Linked DNA regions of Sus scrofa: region 2 is linked to region 1. A link is a contact called in public HiChIP or PLAC-seq data. All regions are on one chromosome and are shown on one strand. The core of a region is the stretch at or near the end of the contact, and the rest is flanking DNA. Distances in the headings are between cores, read along the strand shown.

Region 1 (4,472 bases), core at 1,329-3,828:
GTTGAGTCTGGCATCCTGGAGAAGCCAGGTGGGAGAGAGGAGACCTTGACTATCAGCCAAGGCAGGGGGTGGCTGTGAGCTCCCTGAGGCATGGGGATGGGGACACGTGTGGATCGAAGCCTAGTGTATGCATACGTGGGGGGCACAGAGTAGGAGAAGGGACAGATGGGCATGCAGAGGATTTTGGTGATAAATGCGTGGTGCTTCTATGAATGGAGGCTGGAACTGAAGCATGCGGCCGTGCTCTGCGCCCCTGGATCTGAAACCAGGAGGCTCTGGAGCCAGTAGGTCCCTCTGGAGGCCTGGGTCCCATCAAGGGGGAGACCTCAGGTGGACCCTGGACCAGACTTAAAGGGCTCCTGGCCAAAGCCCATGGTTAGAACTCGCTCAGCGCTCTCGTCTGGCCCACACAACTTCTGCCTTTCCCCTCTCCTTCCCACCACGGGCTCAGGGATCCCTCTTTGCTTGGCTGGCCCCTTCCCTCGGGCATGGCTCTCCCTCTGCCCTGGCTCCTTCCTGTTGTCATTACATGTAGTGATGTGGCCCATCCTATCCCTCCCGCTCCGTATCCCTCACCTCCTCATTACAGTTGTCTAGTCCTGCAGTCTCCACAGTGGCTAGGTCCACCTGGGCTGGACTGACCAAAGAGAGAGAACAGTGGAGCAGGGACCAGGCCCGAGACCCAGAGATGCCTGGGGCCCAAGGTGGCCAGACTTTGGGGGCAAAGGCAGTGACTGAGTGAGCTCTGGAGGCCCTGTCTCCACCTGGCCACCTGTGACCCTAGCTCACCCTGTATTCTTTCCTTTTTTTTTAGCTGTGCCCATGGCATGCAGAAGTTCCTGGGCCAGGGATCCAGCCTGTTCCACAGCAGTGGCAGTGCCAGATTCTTAACCCCTGGGCCACCAGGGAACTCCCTCACCCTGTACTCTTAGACCTCCACACCCTTGCTTCCCGGCACCATCTGCCTGACATCCTCTCCTGCACCTCTGGCAGCCTGATGAACTCCTACTCCTTTCTCAAGCTCTCTGAGCATCACCTCCTGAGGGAGGCACCTCTGACAGGATCCACACCCACCCATCCATCGCTCAGTGTGTAATAACTCCCACCACACCATACTGGGCCACCTGGACATGGCCAAGAGGCCCCCAGAAGCCTGACGCAGTGTTTTCCCAACCCACTGCCCCAGCTTGGGTAAGCTGTGGAAGGTCTGCAGGGTCTTTGCTGAGCTGAGTCAAATGCAGACTCAGCATTTGACATTTGAGGCCAAGGTGGGAGGAGCTGAGCCTCTTTCTGGAGCAGGAGATTCACACCATTCAGGGAAGTAGGCAGTGCCTCTCTGAGTCCTCTTCTCAGGCATTTGCCTTCCTGGCAGTTTCTCTCTGCTCTATTTTTCTGTATTTCCAAGTTTTTCAGTAAAGAGCATGTATGCTTTCTCATTTTACCTTCCCAGTAAAAAATGAGTAGTTTTTAAAAATTTGAAGTATAGTTGATTTTCGATGTTTCAAGTCTACAGCAAAATGATTTATAGTTTCCTATATATATAATTACATAGATATAATTTCACACATATAATTATATATATAGTTTTTAAGATTCTTATCCATAATATGTTAGAAATTGAAATAGTAAAATTTCTGGTTGGATATCTGGTTTCCTGCTGAAAAGGCACCTTGGATTTGGCCATTGTGGGACTTATAATGGGGCTTTGGTGCCCCCTAGTGGCAACTGGACCCATTGAACTGGCACCAAGAATAGCCTAGGCACGCTCTAAGGAGGAACGGGCTGGAAAGGTGTGAGCACCCCAGGGCTTCCCACTGGGTTATGAAGTCATCAGCCCTCTACCTGCAGGCAGCTGGACATGACATGGAAATACCTGGACTTGACTTGGAACTGAGCACCACTTGGTTCTGGGCCCCAGCCTAGGGCTGTGCTTGCTCCTGGTTGTGCTGGACCCAGGTAAGGTCTGGGGTTTGGGGTCAAGGATGTGCCTGAGTGGGCAGGGCTTATGTCCATCCCACTTCAGCCTGGAGCAGACTGGATAATCTACAAGAAGGGCAATGAAGATCCCCCAGAAAACCCGAAAAAGCCCACCCCTTTTCTCAAGCATGTCACCTCCACCCACCCTCCCCCTTTCCTGCTCTAGGTCCCACCTCTGCTGACCTCCCGCCCCATACCGTCTGATCTTTCTGCATGGAGTCTGGGCTGTGACCTGACCTCTAACCTCCACCTCCCACGGTCATTGGTCACTAACACAGGGCTTGGAACCAAGGAGGAGGAAAGGGAAAAAAACTGAGGGAGGGTGGTGGGCTCTTCTGTGCTCTGAGTGCTATCAGACCATTTCAGTCTCCAGGCACTGGCTGTTGTTCCCTCTCTCCCTCTCTTCCTCCATGATTGCTGCAGGGGTGGGGAAGGAGTTGCGGCTGTCTTGTCATTCAGGTTTCAACCTATATGTCACCTCTGCAGAAAAGCCTTCCCAGACCATTCAGCCTAAAGCATCCTCCCTGGATACCTGCCATCTGTCTAGTCACTGCCATATCCACAGCGTCCAGTAGAGGGCCCGACACAGTGCTCCCTGAATGTCTCATCTACAAGGCACCAAAGGAATGTAGCGCCATCTAGCCTGGAGCGAGAATAGTGCAGCGCCAGGACAAAGGGCCAGGAGCTTCAAAAAGGGACCCTGGAGGGGACAGCCAGGTAAGAGCAAAATGGTGGATGCGGCTACCTCCTTACAGCTCAAGAGAAGAAAGCTCCAGTACCTGACAAACGTTTAACAACAGACTCTCACAGGAAAGAGTCTGATTTCTAGCATTTGCTGATATCAGTAGTTTAAATTCTCTCACCATAGCCAGTTTCAAGTTACAGATGGTTTGATATCTGGCTGGCAACTTTATAAAAATTTTTTTTAGTTTTTGTTAAAGTGTAGTTGATTTACAGTGTTGTATCAGTTTCACCGTTCAGCAAAATGACTCAGTCATGTATATATATATGTACACACACACACGCATTCCCTTTCTTATATTGTCTTCCATCACAATCTATCCCAGAAGACTGGATATGGTTCCCTGTGCTATACAGCAGGACCTTATTGCTTATCCATTCTAAATGTAATAGTTCGCATCTACCAACCCCAAACTCCCAGTCCATCCCACTCCCTCCCCCTCCCCCTTGGCAATCACAAGTCTGTTCTCTATGAATTTTTCTGTTTTGTAGATAGGTTCATCTGTATCATATTTTAGATTCCACATATAAATAATGTCATATGGTATTTGTCTTTTTCTGACTTACTTCACTTAGTATGAGAATCTCTAGTTGCATCCATGTTGCTGCAAATGACATTATTTTGTTCTTTTTTATGGCTGAGTAGTATTCCGTTGTATATATGCACCACATCTTCTTTATCCATTCTCCTGTCAGTGGACATTTAGGTTGCTTGCCTGTCTTAGCTATTGTGAATAGTGCTGCTATGAACATAAGAGGTGCACGTATCTTTTTGAATTGTAGTTTTGTTTGGACATGTTCCCAGGAGTAGGATTGCTAGATCATATGGTACTTCTTTTTTTTTTTTTTTAATTTTTTTTTTTATTATTTTCCCACTGTACAGCAAGGGGGTCAGGTCATCCTTAGATGTATACATTGCAGTTACAGTTTTTTCCCCCACCCTTTCTTCTGTTGCGACATGAGTATCTAGACATAGTTCTCAATGCTATTCAGCAGGATTTCCTTATAAATCTATTCTAGGTTCATATGGTACTTCTTTATTTGGTCTTCTGAAGAGCCTCCATACTGTTTTCCATAGTGGTTGTACAAACTTACATTCCCACCAGCAGTCTAGGAGGGTTCCCTTTTCTCCACACCCTCTCCAGCATTTGTTATTTGTAGACTTAGTAATAATGGACATTCTGACCAGTGTGAGATGGTAGTCTTGATTTGCCTTGTAGTTTTGATTTGCATTTTTCTAATAGTGATGCTGAGCATTTTTTTCATGTGCCATCTGTATGTCTTATTTGGAGAAAAGTCTATTCAGGTTTTCTGCCCATTTTCTGATTGGGTTATTTCGGTTTTTGGCGGTTGAGTTGTATGAGTTATTTGTATATTTTGGAGACTAAGCCCTTGATAGTTCCATGGTTTGCAACTCTTTTCTGCCATTCCATAGGTTGTCTTTTCAGTTTTTTTTATGGTTTCCTTTGCTGTGCAAGAGATTTGATTGTCACGTTTATTTATTTATTTGTTTTATTTTGTCTTTTTGCCTTTTCTAGGGCCTCTCCTGCGGCATATGGAGTTTCCAAGGCTAGGGGTCTAATCAGAGCTGTAGCTGCCAGGCTACTCCAGAGCCACAGCAACGCGGGATCCGAGCTGAGTCTGCAACCTACACCACAGCTCACGGCAACGCCGGATCCTTAACCCACTGAGCAAGGCCAGGCATCGAACCTGAAACCTCCTGGTTCCTAGTCGGATTCGTTAACCACTGAGCC
Region 2 (4,472 bases), core at 755-3,254, 160 kb before region 1:
GCACCGCCGTATTCTGGTACAACCTCTTGCGGAGCGGGGAAGGTGACTACCGAACGAGGCATGCAGCCTGCCCTGTGCTTGTGGGCTGCAAGTGGGGTGAGTGGCTGAGGTGTGGCATTGGCCTCTGGCCTCTAGTGGTCAGCCTGAGGCTCTGAGCTAGGAGGCAACTGCTACCAAATTTTCACAAAGCCAAGACTGTCTCCCATTTTGAGATACAGTTTTTTGGATTTTTTTTCCTGCTCACTGGTAGTCCCACCCAGCCATGTAGCTGTCCCCTCAGCTGGTTATGTGCCAAGAGAGCTGTTTGGGAACTTACTCAGAGATGCCTAGAGAGCTAAGGAAGCCCTGAGGAAGAATATCGAACAAGCATCATAGGTTCAGGGTGACCCCGTGGAAGAGTGGACTCTGGCAAGGATTTGAGGGCAAAGTGGGGGAGAACTGGAGACATAGGAAGGGGTGTCCCACGCAGGCAAAACACATGTGGAATAAGGTCTAGGCTAAAACCAGCGTCAGAGGTATGAGTAAGGACTGGCTGCCTTTGCCTCTTGTATTCGGGGAGGCCTGTGGCACAGGGATCAAGAGATGAGGCTTAAACTGAACCCCAGATGTGGCTGGGCCCGAACCATGGAGGCTGAAACTTGAGCCTTGTTCTGGAAGCAGCCCTGGTGAGCTATGGGAAGGCTCGAACCAGGATGTGACAGGGGTGGTCACAAAGAGAGTGTATAGCCCCCTGGGAGAGTTTTGGGGATAAATAGTGATAGGTCCACAGAAAATTAAGCAAATGAAAAAGAAAATGAGAAAAGGAAAAAAAGTTGTACAAGAAAGGAAATATAAGTACAGTTGACTCTTGAACAAAGCCGGGGTATGGGGTGTTGACCCTCTGTTTAGTTGAAAATCTGCATGTGATTTATATTCGGCCTTCCATATACGTGGTCCCTCTATAGCCGAGGTTCTGCATTTGTGTATTCAACCGACTGTGAATCACATAGTACTATAGTATTTACTATTAAAAAAAAATCTGCATTTAAGTGGACTCTTGCAGTTCAGATGTGTTGTTCAGGCATCCACTGTATTAATCTATTAGGTAGCTCAGGTGTGAATAATATTTATGTGATATAATAATGGAAATACTAAATATTAATTTAACTGGAACTCGTGATTTAACTGTATTGAGAGATGGGAGGGGAAATATGTATCTAAGAGTGGTATAAAGAATTCCAACTCTCCGACTTCTCCATGGTAGACTGTCAACATATAAGATCTTAAGTTGAAAGTCAAGAAATAGCATTGTAAGTATATTATTTAGAAAAATGAGGATAAATGAACATACAGGAGTTGAATGTTCAGTGGAAGTGGGGTTGGTGGTGGGAAGGGGTAGGTAGGTGATTGCTATTTATCATTATACACCTTGTAGCACGATTTGATTTTTTCAACTGAGTATATCTATTACTTCAAAATTAAGCGCTATAAATTATATTTAAAAATACTGTGACTTCATTAGGATATTAAAATCAATTTTTTATACATTATGAAAGAGTCTATATGGAGTCTATATGAAATTGTCTTTCTTGAGCATTTAAGACACAGCTTTAGATGATAGACAGTGCGAGCACCAGCTCTGCTTCTCTGCTACCCACAGCACAGGTTGATCTGCTGGCCCAGAGCTCCTGAGGTTAACATCTAGGCCCTCCATGATCCTGACAGGCTTCTGTATCTCCTGCCTCTCAGTTGCCACAGGCCACATCCCAATAACATCAGGCTTGTTGGGGTCTTTGACACACACCAGGGTGGCTCATGCCTTGATATCTTTCTCATCCTGTTCCCACTGCCTGGACCCCGTTGGTATAGAAACTGTCTCCCCTGTCCGTCTTCCCTGGGTAACTCCTACTCAGCTTCCTGTCCCAGCCCTGGCATTTCCTCTTCTCCAGCATGTTTAGGTGCCCTTTGGCTCTGTTTCCATGGCAATGTACACACATATATCGCGTGTCACTGACAGATTTTTGTACAGTTATCTTTCTTCCTCACCAGCTCATAAGCAACTTGAGGCCTGAGACCAAGTCTTAGTCATGTCTGATTCCCAGGCTCAGTGGAGGAGTCATCCTGAAGACTCAAGAGAATGGATGTGTGTATATGTGTAACTGAATCACTTTGTTGTACAGCAGAGATTATTATAACATTGTAAATAAACTATACTTCAATAAAAATTTTAAAAATGTTTTGGCTGCCTACCCAGCAACAGATTGGTAACATACTTTTTATCTGTTCACAGTTTCCAATAAGTGGTTCCATGAACGAGGACAGGAGTTCTTGAGGCCATGTGGATCAACAGAAGTTGACTGACATCCTTTTCTGCCCTTCCCCTTCCTGGCCCCATAGCCCGTATTGTCTTCAAGTTCAACATGACAGACCTCCCTGTGTGCTCCAGCCCTTGTCACACGGGTCTTTGGAGGCATGAATGTGTTTCTGGAGCAGAGAGTGGACTGGGGAAGGTTCTGAGTGACATGGGTCCAGTCTCTCCGGTCAGTCTGTGCTATCTCTGGTCCAAGGGTAGTGTTGGAGTGGCTGCAGCAGAGTCAGGCTGTCTAGCACCCAGTAAGGTGCTTTTGTACCTCAGATGCTTTAGGTGTGAGATATTTCAATGAACCAAAGTTCTGATACCTTGTTTACATGTTTGTTTTTATGGAATTTCTATTAATGTGGCTTTAACCAAAAAATAAATTGTCCCTGCCAGAAGCCTTAAGGAGCCTTATTTGAAGTATTTTTTGAGATGGGGAGCTTTTTATCAAGTTCATCATTTCCTACGCATCTTCTCTGTGCATGCAGAATCTGGGTAATGAATACTTTGGTGGCAATACCCTGCTCTTAGGTTCTAGATCCATTTTCAGCACTCTTTTGCCTCCAGGCTTCAGTGTCCTTTCTGGAAAGTGAGGCAGGTTGTCTCTCCTTGCCTCTCAGAGAACATAGAGATCATGTATGTCCATGATTGTGATGCTGTTACAAATTGAAATTTCTTTTTTAAGATTTTTGAGATACATAGAATTGTTTGTGATACGTAGATGTACAGTTTAAAGAATATGAGAGTGCACAGCAGCCCCCGTGTCAGCACCACCTGGGTTAGAGAAGAGATCATCTTCAAATTTCCACCTCAGGAGCCCCCTGTGAGTCCCTGCGTGATCACATCTCTGACCTGCCCCCAGTACCTCAGGGGTAACCATTGTCTAGTGATTTGGGGTAGTCATGCCTTTGCTTTTCTTTGTAGTTTTACCATCTATGTGTACATCCCTATAAAAATAGTAGTTTTTTTCTTTTCCCTGGTTTTGAACTTTTTGCAGTGGAATCAGTATTTTTTGGGGTGTATGTGTTTGGCTTCTTTCATATTTGAGAGTTGTTTTTAGGATTCACCCATGTTGTGGTGGAGCTGTAGCTTGTATTAATTTGTGTAGTTCAGTTTTATTAATGTGTCTTGAAGGACAGAACCATAATACAGCTAATACCATTGATAGATGTGTGAGTTGGTTTCAGTCTTTGTGTATTATGAATCATGCTGCTGTTGTATTTTTAGACATGATTCCTGGTGCACATAAGCACATTTCTCTGGAATACAGATCTAGAAGTGGAAAGGCTGAGCTGCAGTAGGTGATTCTTCAACTTTACCATATAATGTACTCCTGTGCCACCAGGAGTAAATAAGAGTTCTTGTTTTTCCACCCTTTGCCAGTATCTGGTATTGTCATACTTTTTTTGCATTTTACGTTGCTTGTTACAAGTATAGTATTACCTATTTTAACATGATTATTAATGACATTGAACACTTTTTTGTATACTTGTTAGTCTTTAGGTTTCATTTTTGTTTATTTAAGTCTTTTTCTTACTAATTCTTGGTAATTTTTTAATATATTATGGGCACAAACTCTTTGTTGGTTACATATTTTGCAAATAACTTTTTTCCAGTTTGTTTTTTCACCCTTATTTCTATCTTCTTCTTTTTTTTTTTTTTTTGTCTTTTTGTCTTTTCTTGAGCCGTTCCTGAGGCATGTGGAGGTTCCCAGGCTAGTGGTCCAATCGGAGCAGTAGCCGCTGGCCTACACCAGAGCCACAGCAACGAGGGATCCGAGCCACGTCTGAGACCCACACCACAGCTCATGGAAATGCCAGATCGCTGACCAGTGAGCGAGGCCCAGGATCAAACCTGCATCTTCATGGATACTAGTCGGATTTGGTTCCACTATGCAACAACAGGAACTCCTATATTTATATTTTTAATACACCTGGTTTTTATTTTTGTATATGGTACTAGGTGCAAGGGTCTACTTAAAAAGGTTATTTTGTATATTTCATTAGGCTAGGCTAGGCTTATGCTAGAATAATACAATAATGCTTGAATCTTAGTGGTTTAATGTATAAAACTGTCTTTCGTGCAAAAAAAACCCACTAGCTCTAGGGTAACTGATACCCATCTGCTGCCATATCAT

The links. HiChIP or PLAC-seq counts read pairs in DNA pulled down with a chosen protein or histone mark.
Region 2: an H3K27ac HiChIP or PLAC-seq map of alveolar macrophages shows a contact between it and region 1. The contact joins two enhancer-like sites. A contact is called at or near these places in 19 of 47 Hi-C or Micro-C datasets (alveolar macrophages, blood, brain and 11 more) and 1 of 2 datasets of contacts at active chromatin or transcription factors (alveolar macrophages).

The regions. Positions count from the first base shown.
Region 1 is chr2:134,343,272-134,347,743 of Sscrofa11.1, reverse strand. No RefSeq gene overlaps it. Among named protein-coding and RNA genes, the nearest start is that of CSF2, 9.2 kb to the left of the region's middle. Within about 2 kb of position 2,578, at least 9 of the 83 cell types and tissues checked have an H3K27ac peak or open chromatin away from gene starts, as enhancers often do. A contact at or near this core is called in alveolar macrophages, where this site is marked.
Region 2 is chr2:134,500,478-134,504,949 of Sscrofa11.1, reverse strand. P4HA2 (prolyl 4-hydroxylase subunit alpha-2) reads left to right here. Exons shown (of 18, transcript XM_021085438.1): 17 at 1-96; 18 at 2,270-2,740. The coding sequence ends at 2,340. Among named protein-coding and RNA genes, the nearest start is that of PDLIM4, 53 kb to the left of the region's middle. Within about 2 kb of position 2,004, at least 7 of the 83 cell types and tissues checked have an H3K27ac peak or open chromatin away from gene starts, as enhancers often do. A contact at or near this core is called in alveolar macrophages, where this site is marked.